Regions from separate parts of the Pan troglodytes genome. Here region 1 is linked to region 2. The links are chromatin contacts, called in public HiChIP or PLAC-seq maps. All regions are on one chromosome and are shown on one strand. Each heading gives the region's core, a stretch centred on a gene start, on an enhancer-like site or on the middle of the called end of the contact. The rest is flanking DNA. Distances are from core to core; before and after follow the strand shown. Region 1 holds the start of ZNF324 (zinc finger protein 324). Region 2 holds the start of ZNF584 (zinc finger protein 584).

Evidence for each region. HiChIP or PLAC-seq counts read pairs in DNA pulled down with a chosen protein or histone mark.
Region 1: an H3K4me3 HiChIP or PLAC-seq map of stem cell-derived excitatory neurons shows a contact between it and region 2, with 2.7 times the contacts expected there. The contact joins the promoter of ZNF324 here to the promoter of ZNF584 in region 2. A contact is called at or near these places in 1 of 7 Hi-C or Micro-C datasets (stem cell-derived neural progenitor cells) and 1 of 1 datasets of contacts at active chromatin or transcription factors (stem cell-derived excitatory neurons).

What each region holds. Positions count from the first base shown.
Region 1 is chr20:61,398,875-61,403,935 of NHGRI_mPanTro3-v2.0_pri, reverse strand. ZNF324 (zinc finger protein 324) reads right to left here and starts at 2,480. Exons shown (of 5, transcript XR_010153988.1): 1 at 2,255-2,480; 2 at 133-259.
Region 2 is chr20:61,335,366-61,340,505 of NHGRI_mPanTro3-v2.0_pri, reverse strand. It overlaps ZNF584 (zinc finger protein 584), which reads right to left and starts at 1,688. Exons shown (of 4, transcript XM_016937003.4): 1 at 1,543-1,688.

The DNA.
Region 1 (5,061 bases), core at 1,231-3,730, 63 kb before region 2:
AGACCCCTATTCCACATGGCCCCTGGCTGCAAGGTATGGGCCTGCTCGTCAGCCACCAGGGAGGTGAGGGGGCAGCCCTGGCCAGTCAGCTTGTTATCAGTTGCCCATTTCATGGCGTATCTAGGACCTTACCCAGCGAGGCCACAAGTGCGAAGTTGTCTAGCATCACGCGGCGGTACAGGGCCCTCTGGGCTGTGTCCAGGAGCCCCCACTCCTCCTGGGAGAAGTACACAGCCACATCCTCAAAGGCCATCTGGTCCTAAAAGAGCAGGGAGGAAGAGACAGCCATGGTCTAAGGCTGGGTTATCCAATCTTTTGGCTTCCCTGGGCCACATTGGAAGAAGAATTGTCTTGGGCAACACATAAAATACATTAACACTAGTAACAGCTGATGAGCTAAAAAAAATAAAAATTGCATAAACATCTCATGTTTTAAGAAAGTTTACGAACTTGTTTTGGGCTGCATTCAAAGCCATCCTGGGCAGTGGGTTGGACAAGCTTGGTTTAAGGTATGGCTGTGAGCCAGGACCAAGCTCCCCATCCCAACAGCCACCTCCCATGATGTCCCTCAGACACTCACCCTCCTTCCCTGGATTCTGCCCCCACCATCTTCAGATGGCACTTCCCTCACATGTCTGGGACCCCTCCCCTCTGCCCTCCCTGACCAGACCCCAGATGCCTTCTTGGCCTCCCCACTGGCAACGCCATACACAAGCAGGCTAGAACAAGTCCTGGCTGGGCCCTCAGCTGCCACACCAAGAGCAGCCCCAGGTGTCCACTCGTGACTCAGCATGACCACTCATGACCCTCCCCAGATGCACCCTTCCTGCTCTTGTAGCAAGAAACTATGAGTCCCAGCTGGGGCTTCCCAGGCATACCCATCACCGGGACCCTCCCCTGCTGAGCCTGCTTGCCTGACATTTCCAGGCTGCTCATCCAGCCTGAGGGACTGGATGATTCTCACCAGTCGCCACAGGGGAGCAGCCTCAACAACCTGTGAACAGAGAGGAACTCAATCCCTTCCTCCTTCCACCCGGTGTCCCCTCTCTTTCTTCCCCTCTCTGTTGCCACCCTCCCCTCCTCAGTTAGGTGCTAGGCTCTTCCCAATAGCCCCAGGCATCCCAGCTGGTCTTCTTTACCCTCAAGCCATAACTGCCCACACCTGGCTGAGTCCCTGCCCATTCCTCAGTCCAATTCATAGGCCCTGTCCACAGCCCAGGACACCAACAACGTCAGGTCCAGTGACATGACCAACCTGGGACATCCCAGACTCTTGAGCTTTCCCCTGAAGGAAACCTGCTTTCCTTTCACCTTTCTATCTACAGCAGCTCTCTTCTTCCAGGCGCTCAGGCTGAACAACATGGGGTACTTAGTTCTTCAAACAGCCCACACCTGATGCATCCGCAGATCCACCAGAATTCACCTGGTCGCCCACCTCCACTGCTGCCCAGACTGTGGCAGTCGGTTCTTCCCTTCATGCCGACACCCCTGCATGTCTGTTCTCCACGCAACAAACGGTGGAACCGTTTTAAAGTCCCCAGAGGATGTCCTGATTCTGTTCAAAACTTCTATGTCTCCCGACGCCCTCGAGATAAAGCCCACCCCCTCGCCTGCTACTGCAGCCGCACGCATCCCCTCTCCTCCAGCTCCACATCGAGAGCGCTCAGTCCCAGAAGCACCTGGGCTTCGGCTCCCCTCCCAGGTTTTGCACACACAGGACTCTCCCCTCGGAGCCTCCTTCAGGACCTCAGCCCCCTGGCTGCCCGAACTCGGGAGCTCACCAGTGCCCTGGACACAGGAGTTTGCACTGACCCCCGCAACGCCCCCAGGCCAGGGAGAGGAAAGACGACTAGGCGAGGTCTAGGAAGCGGCCTCCCTCCGTGAGGGCGCGGTCTGTGTGAGCAGGGACTCCCCCGCTTCCCCGGCGCGGGCTTGTCAGCGCCACCGCCGCCAGCCGAACCCGCAGCTGGGAGGGAAGAAAGGCGTGGACCACCCAGCCTTTCCCCGCCCGCAGCGTCCCGGGGCCGCCCCGCGCCTCAGTCTCCCCGGCCATCATGGACGTGGAACGCCCAGCGCGCAGCCTCCTGGGCTGCCGCACGGTGGGAGAGCGCATGGCTCCCGCCGCGGCCCGACAGTCCCCTGGACGCCCACGACGCACTCTGAGAAACAGAGGCTTGGGGGCGCGGCCAGCGGCCGGCGCCCTCGATCACGACGCGTGCGCAGGGCGGGCCCGACGCGGGCCCTCAGCCAGTACCTTCCTCGCCGCCAGCCTCGAGCACCAGGAACCTCCTGGAAACCGGACCCGACCCGCGGGCCCCAGCCCAGACCACCGGTGTGGCCTGACGCGGGCGGCGAAGTGACAGTCCCACCGCCGGAAGTCCAGCCCTTCGGTTCTCATTGGCCCAGTGCGCGCCGCGGACGCTTGCGTACAGCCTTCCGGGTCATGTGGTTCCCGCCTGTTTCCCTGCGTGGAGGCGGGGCCACTACCGGTCTCCTTGGCAACGTCCAAGCCCCTGCCGCGCGGGGCGCTGGGAAATGGAGTCGCGCGGAGGCCTCGGGTTTTCAAGCGCTTGGTGGCGCTGGTGGATTCGCCCGGTGTGTAGTCCTGCCTTCGGCATTCCAGGTGTCCTCCCAAGCAGTCCCGGAGACTAAACCCTGCAGGTGCGAAAGCAGAAACTGCCGAGGTTCCAAGAGGCAACACCAGCAGGGAGCACGGAGGAGAAAATGCACCGGGTAGGGCAGGTGGAGGTGGAGGAGCCGATGCCTGGAGCTCCGGGTTCCCTTCCCAGCTCTGCCTCTCACTGACTGTGCGTCCTGGGCGCCGGTTTGACCTCTCTGTGTCAATGTCCCGTAAAGGTTTAAGGTCCGTTTTCAACCTTTACACCAAGAATTCTCAGCCCGTAAGCCTACATTTGTCTTAAGTATGGGACTGTTCCTCGACGCTTGCCCAAAGCATCTGTTTTCCTTGTAATTTGGATGGGCAGAAGTTAATTCCCCAGATTTGCTTGTCCTTAGACCATCTAGATCTTGTCTTGCCCCACACATCACAATATTCATTCTTTTTTCCTTTTTTCTTGGGACTCATTTAAGTTTTTGTTTGTTTGTTTGTTTTTAACAGGGTCTTTGTTCTGTTGCCCGTGCTGGAGTGCAGTGGCACAATCTCGGCTCACTGCAACCTCTGCCTTCAGGTTCAAGTGATCCTCCCGCCTCAGCCTCCGTAGTAGCTGGGACCACAGGTGCGCGCCACCATGCCTGGCTAATTTTTGTATTTTTTAGTAGAGATGGAGTTTCACCATGTTGGCCAGGCTGGTCTTGAACTCCTGACCTCAGGTGATCCGCCCGCCTCGTTCTCCCAAAGTGCTGGGATTACAGGCCAATTTAAGTGTCTTTGACACATAAAAACGAAAGGCAGAGCAGTCTCAATGTAGACTGTCTTGTTTGGCAGATAATAAAAGGTTGTCTTGTTTTTGGAACCCGTAGACAGTTCTCAGCTGTCCAGTTCCTTAACTCTTTTTGCCTCCCTCCCTCTATACCTACCTCCATCTATAACTATCTCTCTGTCAACTGTCAGCTATAACTGTCCACCTAATTGATTCTACTTGTAAATCCTTGTGGAGCAAGGGAGCTCATCATGTTTGGAATGTTTTAATATAAATTTTGCTACTTTGAAAGAATTTAAGAACATTTCAGGACTGGGCGCAGTGGCTCACACCTGGAATCTGAGCACTTTGGGTGGCCAAGGTGAGCGATCACTGGAGCCTAGGAGTTTGAGACCAGCCTGAGCAACAAAATGTGACCCCCATCTTTATAAAAAAAATATAAAAATTAGCTGAGCATGGTCTTGCATGCCTGTAATACCAGCTACATGGGAGGCTGAGGTGGGAGGATTGAGTTCAGGAGTTGGAGTGTGCAGTGAGCTATGATGGAGCCCCTGCACTCCAGCCTGGGTAAGAGAGAGACCCTGTCTCAGGAAAAAACAAACAAAAACCCTGAGGGGAAAAAAAAAAAACCCAACACTTAGAAGTATTAAAGTTCAAAAACCCTGAAGAAAAAAAAAAAACCCAACACTTAGAACTATTCAAGTTGTGGCCGGGCGCTGTGGCTCACGCCTGTAATCCCAGCACTTTGGGAGGCCGAGGTGGGCGGATCTTGAGGTCAGGAGATCGAGACCATCCTGGCTAACACGGTGAAACCCAGTCTCTGCTAAAAAATACAAAAATAAAAGTAGCCGGGTGTGGTGGCGGGCGCCTGTAGTCCCGGCTACTCAGGAGGCTAAGGCAGGAGAATGGCATGAACCCGGGAGGTGGAGCTTGCAGTGAGCTGAGATCACACTACTGCATTCCAGCCTGGGTGACAGAGCAAGACTCTGTCTCAAAAGAAAAAAAAAAAGAAAGTAGTATTAAAGGTGTGATTTGATCAAATGCTTAGAGGCATTATTACCATTTTAAGCTATGTATGAATATTTGGAGGCATTTTAACTCTTCAAACGTTTCATTTTTTAATTTTTAATTTAATTATTTATTTGAGACAGCATCTCGCTCTGTCACCCAGGCTGGAGCGCAGTGAAACAATCTTGGCTCACTGCAATCTCTACCTCCTGGGTTCAAGAGATTCTCGTGCCTCAGCCTCCCGAATAGTTGGAATTACAGGTGCATGCCACCACACCCACCTAATTTTTGTATTTTTAGTAGAGACAAGGTTTTGCCATGTTGGGCTGGTCTCGAACTCCTGACCTCAAGTGATCCGCCTGCCTTGGCCTCCGAAACTGCTGGGATTATAAGTGTCAGCCACTGCACCTGGCCTGAGTGATATTTTCTTTTTTAGTGTGTGTGTGTGTGTGTTTTTTTTTTTTTTTTGAGATGGAGTCTTGCTCTGTGGCCCAGACTGGAGTGCAATGGCGTGATCTCTGCTCACTGCAATCTCTGCCTCCCAGGTTCAAGTGATTCTCCTGCCTCAGCCTCCTGAGTAGCTGGGATTACAGGTGCCTGCAACCACAACCGACTAATTTTTTTATTTTTACTAGAGACGGGGTTTCACCATGTTGACCAGCCTGGTCTTGAA
Region 2 (5,140 bases), core at 439-2,938:
AAGTTCTCAACTCATTTGTGCAAATACCCAGGAGTGTGATTGCTGTATCATATGGTAAGACTATATTTAACTTTTTGTAAGAAACTGCCAAACTGTCTTCCAAAGTGGCTATACCATTTTGCCTTTCTATCAGCAGTAAACGAGAGTTCCCATTGCCTCACAACCTTGCTAGCATATGTTGCTATCAGTGTTTTGCATTGTAGCCATTCTAATAGATGTATAGTAGTATCTCATTATTGTTTCAATTTGCAGTTCCCTAATGGCATATGATGTGGAGCATATTTTCATGTGCCTATTTGCCAGCTATGTATCTATTTTTCTTAGGTGAGGGGTCTATTCAGACCTACGGCCTTTTTTTTTTTTTTTTTTTTTTTTTTTGAGACGCAGTTTCGCCCTTGTTGCCCAGGCTGGAGTGCAATGGTGCAATCTCGGCTCGCCGCAACCTCCGCCTCCCGAGTTCAAGCAATTCTCCTGCCTGTCAGCCTCCCGAGGAGCTGGGATTACAGGCATGTGCCACCACGCCCAGCTAATTTTGTATTTTTAGTACAGATGGGGTTTCTCCATGTTGGTCAGGCTGGTCTCGAACTCCTGACCTCAGGTGATCCGCCCACTTCAGCCTCCCAAATTGGTGGGATTACAGGCGTGAGCCACCGCGCCCAGCCTTGAATTGTACACTCAAAATCGGCAAATTTTATGGTATGTAAATTATTTTTTAAAAAAATCATATGTTTTGAAAGAACAAGTAGATGTCTGGGAGATTCTTTGGAGAAGTACTTAATGTGAAGTTTTCCACAACGATAAAAATGAAAGCACCCATCCCCCTGGTGGAGGGACACAGATCACAGGTAGCTTGTGGCCCCTCTTGGGCACTTCTTCTCCCACCACCCTCTGCTCCTTCTGCAGAGGCTTACAGAGCAGAGGAAACCCCAACCTAGGGCGAGACTCCCAGCTTTGCCACGCCAAGCCGGGCCCCAGGGGAGCCAGTGCGAACCCTAGCCTACTCCCTGGGATGAGAGGACCTCAGCACTAACCAGGTCTGCAAGTGGGTGTGGGGTTAGAGCGGATCAACTATGTGATCCTATCAACCTACGTTCGAATTTGACTGCATTTAAAAAAACACTTTCCCCCCCCAAACGGAGTCTCTCGCTCTGCCGCCCGGGCTGGAGTGCAGTGGCGCGATTTCGGCTCACTGAAGCCTCCGCCTCCCGGCTTCAAGCGATTCTCCTGCCTCAGCCTCCCGAGTGGTTGGGACTACAGGCGCCCGCCACCACGTCCGGCTAAAAAAAAAAAAATCTTTTTTTTTTTTTTTTTTTTTTTTTGAGGCGTCTCACTTTATATAGGATCCTCACGTTATACTATGTGTTTGGATCTGCGTTAAAATGTATTCATAACTATATGATCTGTACTCACAGCGACAGCCCCCAGACAACTTAAGCCCGCGGGGCCGGGGACGAGTCTGTGCCACAGACTCGTCCCCGGCGTGGCGTGGGGACAAAACGCGTGAGGGCGCTCGAAGGGACTGGTCTCTCGCTTGCTGCTCACCTGAGGCCCCGCAGCCTCCTGTCCCCCATCCTGGGGTCCCGCAGCCTCGCTCTGCGCGCCGCAGCCTTTCCTCTCGCCAGTGCCATCGGAGTGCTGGTGCTCACTGTTCTCACCACTCGCTCCCCGAGTTCCCCGCGGTTCCAGCGCCTGTCGCAATCTCCAGCGCAACGTGGTCGTCATGGCAACATCGCCCTCGGGTCCCTGATTGGCCGTCGAGTCTGGCGCGCCTTCCCTGCCTCACTTAATAGGGCTGCGGCACGAAGGCGACGCGCGCGCAGCACAGGCGTGATGAGTTGTTATGGCGACCAGAGTCCCGCCTCTTCAGCCCTACATAGGGCCTCCGATTGGTCCGCGCTTCCCCGAAGGCCTCTCCGCATTCTGGGCGGGGCCCGCCCGGGGCAAGAGGAGGGAGAAAGCAGGGCGGTGACTATGAGGGCGGAGGAGAGAAGTGCGGCTGTGATCTGGGGAAGGAGGGAAACCCAAGGATGCCAGCACGTGCGGTTGAGGTGAGAAGGGATCTTGCAGAACGCTTCCAGGACCCAGATTCGTATGCACGCCCTGCCCAGCTGGTCAGCCTCAGTTTCCCCATCTGTCAGTCTGGACAGTGATGCTCCTAGCGTCCGGCGAAGCCCCGCTCTTGGCCCTTGGTCCCTCCGCCTGATCACAAGAGGGTGCCGCGACGGCTGGGGACGGGTCTGGCGTGGGCAGGGACCTCTCCGACCCTCACTGAGGAAAGAATGGCGGAACCCGAAAACCGGGCCCTGGCGTCCCTCCTGCAAGGTGGGGAGGAGAGCTGGACGGCAGGATTTGGGAAGGGCTTGGGGAGCAGGGCCCCCTGAGGGTGGCGGGGGAGGCAGTGCTACCAGAACCATGGTTCGGTTGGCTCAGCCGCCTGGACCTCATCTGCTCCCTGAGGTTGGTCTTTGCTCCGCACCCTGGTGCGGCCTGGTACACAGAAGGCGCTCAGTAAACACTTGTGGATGAAGGAAAAAGAGAATTTATTGTCGTCGATTTACAGAAAAGAGAATCAAAGGCCGTGCCGTGCTGGGCCCTCTGGCACCCGGCTTCACAAGCACCCAGGCCTGCCAGGAGGAGCAAGTCCGGGGCCGAAGTGCCAAGGGGCAGGGTGTACAGCAGTGATGGGGTGGGCAGAGAGAGGATAGGAGGGCACAACTCCAGCTCTGAAGAAGAGAAAGAGGAGATTGGCTGAGGCTGGGCAAGGGTGGGAGGCGTCCCCCTGGGTGGTTTCAGGCAGCCTCTTTGTTTGAAAGCAGTGGATAGGCAGGCAGACACTGGGCACCAAGGTGGTAATCAGCAGACCAGATGCTCAGCAACTCCTAGACTCAGTCATCAGCCTCATTTTACTGCAAGAGAGAATGAGGCCCCTGGCTCCAAGCTGGTAGAGTGCAGAAGCCACAAAAGCACCTAGGAGCGAGCTGGTTAAGACAGAGAATGCGGCCAGCCCCACCCAATACCCCCAGCCCCACCCCTGGCCTCCCCAGGTCCTCCTGTATTTGTGCAGGCTGTGCCACTGGCCTCAATGCCAGCTCCTGAGCATCCTTTAGGATACAGCTCCCTCCTCCAGGCAGCCTTCCTGGTCTACCCTCAGGCACAGAACATCCTCTCCCTCTTCTGTGCAACACCAGGCAAGGGCCCCTTTCTGACTCCCCTGCTTGGCCCGTCTGGGTCAGAAATACCATTGCACACCCCCACTCCCCTAGGTTGGGTGGGAGAGGGAAGCAATGAGGAGGATCTCTGAGACCCTCCAAAGATATCCCGGTCTGAATCCCTGGAACTTGTGAATCTTTTACCTGACACCACAAAATGGACTTTGCAGGTGTGATTAAATTAATGATCATGAGATGGGGAGACTATCTTGGATTATTCGGGTGGGCGCTATGTACTTGTAGTGTCCTTATAAGTGAAAGAGGGAGGTAGGAGGGTCAGAGAGATCTGAAGATGCTGCACTGCTGGCTTTGAAGGAGCCAGGAGCCAAGGAATGCAGCCCTAGAAGCTGGAAAAACTAATGAAATGAATTCTCTCTTAGAGCCTCTAGAAAGAAATAGCCCTGTGGGCAACTCAACTTTAGCCCAGTGAAACCGATCGTTGACTTCTGGACTGCAGAACTGCAAGATAAGAAGTGTGTGTTTAGCCAGGCATGGTGGCCCGTGCCTGTAATCCCAGCACTTTGGGAGGCTGAGGTGGGTAGATTACTTGAGACCAAGAGTTCAAGACCAGCCTGGCCAACATGGTGAAACCCCGTCTCTATTACAAATACAAAAAGCCGGGTGTGGTGGCGGGCGCCTGTAATATCAGCTACTTGGGAGACTGAGGCAGGAGAATGGTTTGAACCTAGGAGGCAGAGGTTGCAGTGAACCGAGGTTGTGCCACTGCACTCTAGCCTGGGCTACAGAGCGAGACTCTGTCTCAAAAAAATAAATAAATAAATGAAATAAGGCCGGCTGCGGTGGCTCAGGCCTGTAATCCCAGCACTTTGGGAGGGCAAGGCAGGCAAATCACGAGGCCGGGAGTTTGAGATCAGCCTGGCCAACATGGTGAAACCCCGTCTCTACTAAAAATACAAAAATTAGCCAGGCATGGTGGCGGGCGCCTGTAATCCCAGCTACTTGGGAGCCTAAGGCAGAAGAATCGCTTGAACCCGGGAAGCGGAGGTTGCAGTAAGCCGAGATCATACCACTCCACTCCAGCTCGGGCGACAGAGTGAGACTCTGTTTCAAAAATAAATTAAAAAAAATAAACGCGTGTTCTAAATAATTAAGTTGGGGGTATTTTGTCACAGCAGCCACAGAAAATGAATAGACCACCAACTCTGCGGCTGTCTGACCAGGTTTCTTCCCTATGAGGCTGGGCTGTGGCTGCCCAGTGACCCAGTACACTGGTCCCAGCCCCTGTGGGTGACATTGGCATGTGGGTGTGGGCAAGAACTGGTCTGGGAAGACACACTGTGGACTCCCTAGTGTTCCTCCTCTGGCTCCCACCTGGAAGCAGCAGCTCACACCAGAGCTAGCTCTAGACAGTCCTGGGCCCAGGGTGCATTCCCAGGCTGCCTGGGTCACCTGCAATTCTGTCACTCCCTTGTTTGGCACCTACTGTATGCTGGTGCTGAGGACACATGTAAACAAATCAAACAGGAGCCTCCAGCCACATAGAAGTCACGTTTCTCTTTGGAACATGCTGGGTGCCCATTCCCAAAACACAGCACTCCATCCCAGAGTGAGGTGAGGCAGGATTGGGGGGGTGGTGTGCAGGGCCTGGGAGGAAACAGAAGCCCCAGGTTCAGTCTGCACAGAGAATAGCTGCCATCTACCCCCATAACTAACCCAGGAAGACTTCTGGGAGGAAGAGGACAGGAGCCCATATGCCACCTTCCCTGGAGGCTGCTGTCTATTGGGAAGGCTCAGGGTTCACCTTGAGGCACAAGAAAGGAGGCTGGGCGGGACAGATGGAGCCCTGGAGGAGGAAGTGCAGTAACTGGCACCAAGATATTAATCGGGGGTGATGGGGACTCTGGTGGCCAGGGAAAGGGACTAGGATCCCTCTGGCTAACCAAGGAGGTCCAGGACTCCCACCCCCACCA